Linked DNA regions of Mus musculus: all the other regions are linked to region 1. The links are chromatin contacts, called in public Hi-C maps. All regions are on one chromosome and are shown on one strand. The core of a region is the stretch at or near the end of the contact, and the rest is flanking DNA. Distances in the headings are between cores, read along the strand shown. Region 1 overlaps Gm36865 (a long non-coding RNA gene). Region 2 has its middle 240 kb from the start of Gm39035. Region 3 has its middle 240 kb from the start of Gm36865.

The links. A called contact is a pair of places that touch in the nucleus more often than the background predicts.
Region 2: a contact with region 1 is called in a Hi-C map of muscle stem cells, with 3 times the contacts expected there. The contact joins two enhancer-like sites. A contact is called at or near these places in 3 of 484 Hi-C or Micro-C datasets (muscle stem cells and uterus).
Region 3: a contact with region 1 is called in a Hi-C map of muscle stem cells, with 3 times the contacts expected there. The contact joins two enhancer-like sites. A contact is called at or near these places in 2 of 484 Hi-C or Micro-C datasets (muscle stem cells and nephron progenitors).

Annotation. Positions count from the first base shown.
Region 1 is chr7:72,750,070-72,753,741 of GRCm38.p6, reverse strand. The region is part of intron 3 of Gm36865 (a long non-coding RNA gene); the gene reads left to right. Among named protein-coding and RNA genes, the nearest start is that of Gm36865, 75 kb to the left of the region's middle. Within about 2 kb of position 2,116, at least 29 of the 459 cell types and tissues checked have an H3K27ac peak or open chromatin away from gene starts, as enhancers often do. A contact at or near this core is called in muscle stem cells, where this site is marked.
Region 2 is chr7:72,540,040-72,543,711 of GRCm38.p6, reverse strand. No RefSeq gene overlaps it. Among named protein-coding and RNA genes, the nearest start is that of Gm39035, 240 kb to the right of the region's middle. Within about 2 kb of position 1,936, at least 78 of the 459 cell types and tissues checked have an H3K27ac peak or open chromatin away from gene starts, as enhancers often do. A contact at or near this core is called in muscle stem cells, where this site is marked.
Region 3 is chr7:72,587,930-72,591,601 of GRCm38.p6, reverse strand. No RefSeq gene overlaps it. Among named protein-coding and RNA genes, the nearest start is that of Gm36865, 240 kb to the left of the region's middle. Within about 2 kb of position 1,996, at least 49 of the 459 cell types and tissues checked have an H3K27ac peak or open chromatin away from gene starts, as enhancers often do. A contact at or near this core is called in muscle stem cells, where this site is marked.

The sequences.
Region 1 (3,672 bases), core at 867-3,366:
TAGGATCACTATGTGCCAGAGCCCCCTTTGGAGAATTCCCTCGTTTAGTCCTGGCATAAGGTATGCCATTAACTCTGCTTACCAATGGGAAAGCTGAGGAGGTGTGCCAGCTGCTGGGTTAAGTTCTGTCTGCTTCTGACATAAAGGCTTCTGTAGCTTAGTATTAGGTGGGCCTCTGAGTTGGGGTTCACACCCTCAGGGTTGGGATAGATAGAGAGCAGGGATGTTTACGAGGTCTTTTCTTGGAATTTTTCTTTTCCTTTTTGGCAAAATAACTGAGATGTACTTATTGCACGAGTTTCAGAGTTACATTAAGTCACCCACTCTCTTTAATCCCCACCACCTTCTACTCAGAGCTTGGAAACAGGTTTTCTGAGTACTTCCAGCATTTCATCTTTACATACTCTGGTTTCTTACAAGGTCGTGAGGAGGGTAAGGCTGAGAACATTCCAAAGGGATTATGCACATTCTGCAAGAACCTGAAAAAGCAATTGATAAAGGCTTAGCTGCTTACCCAGGGATACAGGTGTGGGGGGGCCATCACACAGAGGGAGCCTCACAAGGTTCCCAGGCCTTTGTCATCTTATAGCCCCCTCCTCCAGAGGCTGAATCCTTACCAGAGATTAAAATGTAATGACACAATGAATTGAGACCAGAAATCATCATTGGAAACTGTTCTTTGAGGCATTATAGGACATGTGGCATTATGCGCAAACATGAAAGGGGATTTCAGATGCAGCAGTGGGCTTCCATTTATACACATTTTAAACATTTTTATAGATTTGCAGAGGGAGAAGCTTTGCAGCCTAGAGTCTTTAGGAGAAAATGGAAGCTGCATTTTAGTGAGGGAGAAGGGAATAATAAGAACCACCTGAAAATCAACCAGAGGTAGGGAAGAAGGAGAACACTGAGGGTGACGCGAGTGGGTGCAAAGCACAGTGCCATTGCAGAGTAAAGCTAGAGTGGTTTATTGGTGGATACCAGTTTCAGTTGTTATATTTTGGTTGGACAAATGCTATCTACTATATCAGTTATCTTGGGCTACTATTTAAAAGCATCATAGCCAGGATATTATAAACAATGGCAGTTTATTTCTGGATGCTAAATGTTCAAGACCTTGGTAATGGTATCCTTCTTTGTCTGGCAGATGTGTTTCTAGGCACTAGTGTGGACTTTCTTTCATGTAGTACAAAGTGGGCCTTTTTCTTAACAACCGCTCTCAGGGCAATTATTTCCCCAATACAGCACTCCCAAATACCATTACACTGACAGCTACAGTGTCAACATCATTATAAAGAGATATGCACATCCAATTCATAGTGATGACACTGACAAAAAGACTTCTTTCAGGAAGGGCACACTTGAGAGCTTACAGTTAATCTAAGCAGGCAAAACCTGGGCCTCGTTGTAGCTGTAGTATACTGCATTATGGCCTTTGCTACGTGAATAAGCCCTAAAAGCTGTTAGTACTATTGACATTTCTGACGCTGTTGTGGGTAGTGTCCATGACTCAGAGAATTCCTGTTTGGATGCAGTACAGTTGTATTTGCCTCACACATTTTCACCTTGCTTCCTGCTTTGAATTGTCATTGCACGGTCAGGTTGTTCAGAAATATTTCTCAAGGGCCCATGAAAACCTATGAAGTATAATAATGGTCTATAAATGTGGATGCTTCACTTTGTCCTTCCTGGGCTTATATCATTTTCAAAAGGGTAAGCATTTTCGTGTGTGTGTGTGTGTGTGTGTGTGTGTGTGTGTGTGTGTGTGAGAGAGAGAGAGAGAGAGAGAGAGAGAGAGAACGGTCTTTCAGCATTCAATGCTGTTCAGCCATTGTTGGCCTCAGGCTGGGAGTATACCGGCCCAGATTGAGCACATTTACGTTCGCTGCAACCCGTGGGACTGGTATTGATTTACTATCACATTTGGGAAAGAGAAACATACGGGGACACACTTGCTATGTCATGCCTCATTTGCTTGGAAGCGAGAGTGCAGCTGATCTGGGAGTGTGGTGACCCCTGGAACGAAATTCCATGTGTGATAAATTGTGAGCTCTACCGTGCAACAGAGAATCAACACATGTGGGGATGAGAACGTCACTTGGGTGGATGACCCAGCTGTGAGGAGGAGGTAACAGCAACTCAGGCTGTTGGTAAGCACTGCTAGCTCAGCTCCTGGCAGTGCTGGGCTGACCTTTTCCCACCCGGTCCATCTGGATTTTATGATTTTTGTTTCTTGTTTTGGCAACTACTGAAATTGAGGTGCTACTTCTGAGGTCAAAGAGGCTGTCAGTGGGCAGTGCTCCATGTCATTTCCCTTCTCTGAGGAAATGCTCTTTTAAGAGCTTTGCTGTAAAATTCACAGCCTCATTCTAATTTTTCAAGACAGATGCAGAGCACTTAAGGTGACACCAGTGACTCAAATAAGAGCAGATGGGGATGGAGGGTTAAGCACTATGTCTTTTCCCTCCTCCGCCTCCTCCTCTTTTTCCTCTTCCTCTTCTTCTTTAACTATTTACTGAATTCTTGTGAATTTCACATCATTCATCTCAACCCCACTCATCTCTCAATCCCTCCATATCTTCCCTCTGCCCTTGAAACCACCCCCAAGAAGACAAAAATAAAAACAAACAAAAAAAAAAAAAGAGAGAGAGAGAGAAAAATAAAAAAACTTTTAAAAACTCATCTTGCTGTGAAACTGTGTGGTGTATCATGGTGTGTCCCACAGTATACCCTCTTGTTCGGTTGCTTTACCTGATAATATACATTGCAATGAGTCATTGATCTGGTTTGAGACCTCTGCTATCTGCTGCATTATCAATACTGAATCTTCACTGGTGAAGGGGGAGTAGTTCTGATGCGAAGGTCTTGTTCCCCAATTGGCTCTTGATTTGTCAGTCAAGAAAGCAGGGAGCTAATTGGTGGGTGGAAGGTACAGATGGGACTTCTGGGTCCTAGGAGGAAAAAAGGAGCAAGAAAGAAGAGAGGCGCTTTCAGCTGTGCTTTGGAGGAAGAACACAGAAGCCATGTGTCTCAGGGGGGAGCTCCGTCCTGTGGCTTCTGCTACAGGCGGGTGGCCAAGGATGTTTTGCAGGGTCTAGGCAGGATTAGCCACTGAAGTTTAGGGCAAGTGGAGAGACAGAGATAATAAATTGCTAAGGGCATGCTTTTCCAGTTAGGATATAGTAACAGCCAGCAATTGTGCCTAGAGGGCAAATTATAAAGTGCCAATCTCTCTCTCTCTCTCTCTCTCTCTCTCTCTCTCTCTCTCTCTCTCTCTGTGTGTGTGTGTGTGTGTGTGTGTGTGTGTGTGTGTGTGTGTGTGTATTGCCCTGTGTCATGGGGATCCTGCAGCTTTAGTTCTCCAGGACTGACCCCTTCAGCAGTTGTACAGCCCATCAACTCTCTTGCACCTACCTCACCCTACCTCACCAGAGGCAGTTCTCCTCATTAGCCCAGGCAAGGGACAGGAACAGCTCTCCTGCTTGTGGCAGCCGGCAGGGGACAGGGCTGACCCTCTGGTGCTCATGTCACCAGGGCCAGCTTTCCAGTACTGCTCTGCCAAGCTGCCCAGGCAAGGGGATAGAGTTGGCTCTCTCACATACTGCAGGAAACGGGGACTGGAGGAGGCATTGATCCCATACCCACACCACTGCAAGAATGAAAAGGGGTGAG
Region 2 (3,672 bases), core at 687-3,186, 210 kb after region 1:
TGCATGTCTGTTTATGGTAGTTTATAGATCTGCTTTGCTGAGCCCAACAGATGCCAGCATGGCCCATAAATTTATGCAAGGACCAATTACCGAGTGGGACGGACCAAGATGGCTGCTGACAGGGCCCTGGGAACCTTCCTCACCATGATCTGCTGCGTGACCTGGGACAATTTTACTTAATCTTTGTGAGCTTTGAGGGTCTCATGCCTTAATATGCTTTGGGGATTAAGAAGTCTCCCAGGTTATTCTGAGCTGCCACTACTGACTGGTTTGGTGAGTGCTGATAAAGGTAGAGCTGAGATGATACTGACAATGTTGCTGGTGAGTCCTGTTCCTTGGAAGCCTGGCAAGACTTTAGAGGATTCCTGTCCACTTAGCTCATGGATAGTAGCATCTTCCTTTTGGATTCTCCCATGATCTTTCCTGTAGCTGCTCTGCATCCTGTGTACTATATCTTTGGTGGTCCTGCATGCCAGGAGCCTTTGCAGCTGATGGTGCCCCTGTGAGATTCTGAAACTCGGATCAGAGGCTTGCTTTTGCTTTGATTTTTCAAACACCATTAGTTCTTGAATTCTGACCTGAAACATGGTGCAACAGGGCCTTCCTAAGACACATAGGCAAGCTTCTGCCTGAGTAGGGAAAGGAAACTGACTTAGAAAGCCCATGCAAATTCCTCTGTTGCTTCCTAGGACACAGAGCAGCCCCTGATGTCTGGTCCAAGAAGAAACTGGGCTGAACTTTCTTCCTTCCATCTCCATCTATACTGCATTCCCTACATTCACTTTCAGAGAGAGAGAGAGAGAGAGAGAGAGAGAGAGAGAGAGAGAGAGAAAGGGAGAGAAACAGAGATAGACACAGGTAGAGAGAGATACAGAGAGAGAGACAGGGAGAAAGAAGGAGAGAGACAGAGACAAACAGAGACAGTGAGATAGACAGAGGGGGAGAAAGAGACAGAGAGAGGGAGAGAGACAGAGGGAGAGATAGACAGGAAGAAACAGAGACTAAGAGGGAAAGAGAGAAAGACTGAGACCAGAGAGATGAAGAGAGAGGGAGTGAGAGACAGAGAGACAGACAGAGGAAGAGAAAGAGATAGAGACAGAGAGGCAGAGAGAGAAAGATGGACAGAGAGAAAGAGACAGACACAGAGAGAGGGAGAGACAGAAGGAGAGAGAGAAAGAGACATAGAGACAAAGACATAGAGAGGGAGAGAGGGGGAGAGAGAGACAGAGAGGCAAACAAAGACAGAGAGACAGACAGAGGGAAGGAAAGAGACAGAGAGGGACAGAGACAAGCAGACAGACAGAAATAGACATAGGGACAGAGAGGGTGAGAGACAGAGACAGACAACAAGAGGGAGAGGGACAGGGAGAGAGAGAGAGGGAGGGGGAAGGGGAGGGGGAGGGAGAGGGAGGAGGTTCAGAGCTGACTGAGCGTACACTGAGTATCGCTCTCAGAGGAAAGAGGCTAGAACATTGGAACTACTCTTTTTCTGGAGGCGTGTGAAGTAATAGTACCAGTGAATAATCTCTGATTTTCACATTTTAAAGAGTAAACATACTGTGTTTAATCATTTTTAGAATCCAGCCAAAACAATATTCAGAAGACTTGATTTCAGCAGACCCACTAGGAAGCAGATACCGCAGCTCCACCCACAGGTTTCTATTTTTCTCTACTGAAGACGGAGCTCCCCGTTTGCTTTCGGATGGCAGTGAACAGTTTTGTGTGTCCGGCCACATCTTGCTAACCGCAGCCTTCTTTCCTAAGCTCATTATTTGCTAATGATTTTCTTGGCCACAAAACTCATAAAAATCCCCTGAGCTACCTTTTTTTTTTCTTTTTCTTTTTTCCTTTTTGAAATACTCGTGGGATGGTTGCTCCATTTGTTCAGCATCTGTGCTGGACAACATCTGGGGTGTGAGGAAATTCCACGGCTTGCAGTATGACGCGGAAAAAACAAAATTACTTTTTCATGCACTTCAGAGGAGACTGGAGAGCATCCTTCTGACCAAACAGGCCCTTTGTTCTCCTCCCACAAGTGGTTCTCATTAAAAATGTCATCTCCCTAATAAATTGCCTTACTGCCCTTGCAGCTGGGCCTATTGTTTTCGTGGCTTTGTGCTCACAAGGACTCTCCCAGGGAACAGAAAGCAAGAGAAAACATGGGATGCTTTCCCTACCCTGTCTGCTCAGGATGTCTTCTTTTACCCTTTGTAGGTGGATGGCAACTTGTCTATCACTGGGGCTTTAGAATTCCCCTAATATTCACTATTTGGCCAATTGTCCCCGATCATGTGCTGTCACAGCTTAAAGAGTGCATGGTGGCCATTCCTGTCTGTGGATGCAAAGTGAAAAGTGAGAGTTTGGGGACTATATCCTCGTGGTTTGTATTTTTGCATGGAAATATCCAGTGTCCCGCATTTATTCCCTGACACAAGAAAATATGACACTGTTTTAGGGAAGGTAAGAAATGAAGATACTATATATGAAAACAGGAATTGGGGGAGTGGGTTTGCCTGTATGTCTCTGTGTGTAGGCGGAGGGCTGTCTAAGGATTCTCTTTAGGAGCCACACAACGGTTAAACATCTCCCCAGAACATTCAACTCCAATTATAGCTGAGACCCAAGAATTGCAAAAAATTTAATAGTTTGGGGTTCATATATTTGATCAGAATTAATCTTAACAATCAAGGGGGCTTGTAGTGTGTGTGTGTGTGTGTGTGTGTGTGTGTGTGCTTATCAATTTATTTTCCCACCTTACTAACTACCTCCTATTTTCTCAACTCCCCACAAACCTCTATCCACTAGCTCAGCTGGGGCTTTGCTCATCCAAACTCTTTTTCCCAGTTACTCAGTGTACCTTCCACATGTGACAGGAAATTAAAATTAAAGACCTCCTGACTTGGAGGGAGAGAGAGAGAGAGAGAGAGAGAGGGAGGGAGAGAGAGGGAGAATGAGTTGTTTTGCAGTGAGGTTTCTTTTATGATCTACAGGCTTCTTATGACTTATTTAGAACTTGGGGGGAGGGGGAGATACAATAGTCTAGTGGATAGGATTGGCACTTTGTCTCAAGCTGGATGGCTGGGCTAATTTAAGATGTAAGTTTCCACAATTTTCTTTATACCAAACATTAACATACACTGAAATTAATACCTCTCCCCCTCCAGGACCCTTTTGCAGAAAAGCAGAAGTCATTGAGGCCAAGGCTGACAAACAACTTGGCTAGTCGATTGTGTCTTATGCCAGGGCATCTGTTTGAAGATATCCTTTTCAGTCATCCCTCCTGCCTGGTCGGCCATCTCAGAGGCTCTGTGCAAACTTCTAGAGGGAGGAGGGTACCTGGGTCACCCCATCAGCCATCTACCAAAAGCCCTACAAATTCACAGACAAATCTCTAGCCAGACCCATCAAAACCTGTCTCCAGGCTGAAGCTCTGAGAATATGTGTGTGTGGAACATTTTCTTTTTAAATGCTTACACATGTTGCAGTCATTGAAAGCCCAAGTCACAAGGACAACAGAGGTACAGCATCTTTTCCTCACTTACACAACCAAGGGAGGCATTACATCAGACTTGCTGATTAAGACAGACCATAATGCATGAATCAGAGTTACTGCATGGATCAGAGTTTCCAAGGGAGACAGGTGGGGAAAGGCTTTTGTATCAAATCATAGAC
Region 3 (3,672 bases), core at 747-3,246, 160 kb after region 1:
CATTCAAATTTTGACCCTAATGGGTTTTTTTTTTGGTTGTTTTGTTTTTGTTTTTGTCTTTGTTTTTTTTGTTGTTGTTTTTGTGTTTGTTTTGTTTTGTTTTGCTTTGTTTTTTGCTAGTTATAAAATCATTTTGCTAGCATTAAATAAGGTTCAGCTTCCTGCAAGGTACTTTCAAAGCAGGCTACCAACTCCCATTCCCTAAAACTTTGGATTTCTGATAGGCTGATCAGGGGCATGGGGTTGTGAAAACTGGTGAGCTTAATCTGCGTTAGGCATGGTATGCTACAAGGAAAACAAGATGATGGAGATGAGAAAAAGGAGAGAATTTCCTGGCTGATACCTGCCTTGGGAGAGAAGTTTTAATGAGGTGGTTGCAATGTTTCTTGTAGTGTCCATCTCTGTACATGCCCGAGACACCTACAATAAAGACTTGTGTTATTTTTCTCAAAGTGTTCTTACATTGGATTCATTTATTTTGAATGCTGAGTTCTCAATCTGACCGTGTGTTTAGACAGGACTATTGGGATAGTATTCCAGAACATTTCAGCTAGGATTGGGAGCTAAGACACATTAGTCCATAGCTGCCTTTCTAGACTGGAGCAAGAGGAATTCATATCATCCATGACTGCCAGGCTGCTGTGAGCAAGCTCAATGAGTCAAATGAGTCATCTGCCCACTTACTTTCTACTCAGAGTAACAGGCGAAGTGTGACAGAAACTGAGATGTTAAATTTATAGTTTTAGAAACCAGGCATCCAAGGGACTGGATGTCTCAGCTGAGCTAAAGGTCCCGTGAATGAAAAAAGTTGGCAACCATAATCAATATTTTCTTTCTAATGAGAAGACTTTTGCTTTCTTTCCTGTCAAGATGTCCTCTTCTTGGAAAAAAAAAAGATAATTCCTAGTGACAGATTACACTTCTGAGTGTGAAGTGCCTCAGGCAAAGGGCACAGTTCCCTAAACGGATACATCAGATATGAAAGAGGCACAGGCAAGAGGCTGGGATGAAAAGGGGATGGTGGTGCTATCTTGGGATGAGTCACCACTGTCACACTGCAGGGGAGGAGAGGGTCCTTTATCTGAGGACCAGGAAGTATGACTGATACATATTCATCTGCATCCCTGAAAGAATGCTCACCACCCAAATCTTCTCAAAAATAGATCCTGACATTTAGGGCTTATGTCCTGTGAGATTTCTAGTTTGGATCAAACCAAACAGAGAGAAAGTTAATTACTGAGTTCTGAGGGTAGAAGAGGCTCCAGGGCAGCTGAGTGTTAATGGCTTTATTTATACACAATGGATGTACAAGGAACAACACATATTGAATGTACTCTGAGTTTGGATGTATTATTGAACATAGAAGACACTTCTCAAGGTTTTCTTGTGCCCTTTGTATTTCGTGTGCTTTGGATCTGCATGTGCTAAGAACCCTTAACAGGGCATCTACCTATTTAACAAAGGGTATGACTGTTGTTATTGTATATATACAGTCCACTTAGAGAACTATGTATACCACATTGTGATTATATAGTGAGCATTTTATTATTATTACTATAATTACATAATTATTATTATATTAATTATTATACAGGTAAATAAACTCAGGGGAAATTAAAAGATTAAAAAAGTGTTAAAAGATATTACACAATTATAATTTTAAAAATCTGCATTAAAGTGGACATACATAAAATAATGAAATGAGCTCTTAATATGACATGTATAAATAATAAACTACATTTCTTCATTGGATTAAAGTAACTTTTACAGTAGTCATTTCAGGAGATAGTTTATAAGATGTTTTTCATAAATGTTACTTTGGATTTTTATTCCATGCCTGCAGTACCTCTACATTCAGCCCAAACCATCTACACGATATAAAATGGCTTCCCATGTGAAGAGAAATGCATTTTGACTTGACTCACCTCAAGTCCAGCTGTGATGCTTCTGCCGTCTAGGACCCTTGCCATATTTGGGCATGATGAACTGCTAAGTCTGGCCTCAGACATGCCCAGCCAAAACTGCTGGACTTGGCCAGCGTAGGGCCTGGGAGTGGGCTTTGGTGCTGAGAATGCAGTGGCTGGTGATGTTGGGCAATCATGGAGTCATAGCAGCAGAGAAATCAGAATCCATATCCAAGCTCAACTCCTTGATTAGCTTCTATTTAAATAAAAATTTACTGAGTTTTTCAGCTGTCTTGGCAACATCAGATTCCAGCCTGGAGAGGAAGTATGTGAGTCAGAGGTGGGAAGAGGCAGCTGGCCTGGTACTGTTCCAATCGTCCTCCTCCTCTGAGGACCATGTCTCCTGGAGCTTTGTGCTGCATTTACAAATAGCCTGCAGGGAGCCTGAGCATTGTGTAGTTATACTCCATCAAAGCTGTCCTGGAGGCCATTTCTGAGTGTGTTTCAATGCATGATAGCCATCAGCATTAGCCCTGTCCTCTTGAGCATCATAAATGAGTGATCCTCAAGAAACCATCCCACGGAATGGAACAAAACAGGGCATTGAGAAACGAAAAGAAGGATGTGTCTCTACATGGATTCTAAGTCTGTGCCCCCTGCAGATAATCTCATAAGACCATTTAGACAAACAGGGAACGTTTGCTCCCATGCACCACTTTTAAAAGAAGCAACAGTTAAACCTAGGTCTGAATGACCATCCTGCTTCACAATCCAAAAGTGCCTTCATGTTCTCCCAGCTTCTTCATCTCCTTCCTTTTATGCTCTTTCCCTGTATTTTAGTGGCATAGAAGTAGTTAGAGGCATGAATCTGAGGTATAGACTCAGTTACTCAGTCTCTCTCCTCTACAGAGAAAAAAAATATGATGAATAATATATATTATATATTAGATATAATTTACATAATGTTGTATTGTTTATTATATATTATTTTATTTTGTTATATATTATATTATAATTATTATAATTATCCTTTAATTATAATTATCATGTATGATTATATGTGTATATATGCATGTATATGAAATGTTTATAATATAATATACAATAATACATATTATTATTTGTTATATAATATGATATAACATATTGTAATGGTAATGTATAATAACATATATATGATATATTAGTTCTTCCTTTATAATCAAAAAGTGTTTGTTTTAGAGGGTAGAATGAGCAGGGCTTAAACTTTTTTTTCTTTTCTTTTCTTGTTGCTGATTCCTGGAAAACAGGATGGAAAATATAATCATTTTGGTGGTGTGTCTGAGAAAGACCTTGAAAGAAAGCTCTCCAGATGGCAGTTCTCCATCATAAGATACAAAATGAGATGCCAAGGATGACCAATGGGTAGGTTGAAGAAGGCTCTGTCTCTGTAATAACAAAGATATCTTAGAGAAAGCAATCCAGAGTCTTACTCAGCCAGGCTCTACCTTAAGACTTGGAGTTGCCTGTTGGAAATCTTTACGTGTTGTAGTAGAGCTGAGAAGTGTGACTGGGGAAACCATGGTGTTGGGTAAACATGAACACACTACAGGCTGCTTTGTTGGGGCAGAATGCAAACTCAGTTTTGTCCTGTGTGAGCGATCTCTGAACTTCTCAGCCCCTTCTACTGTGTGAGAATACAGAGTCTTCAGGAGGCTTAATTAAGTACAAGGGCTGAACGCACATTGCTTAGACTGGATTTCTTGTGTTTACTTGTTTTGACTGCATA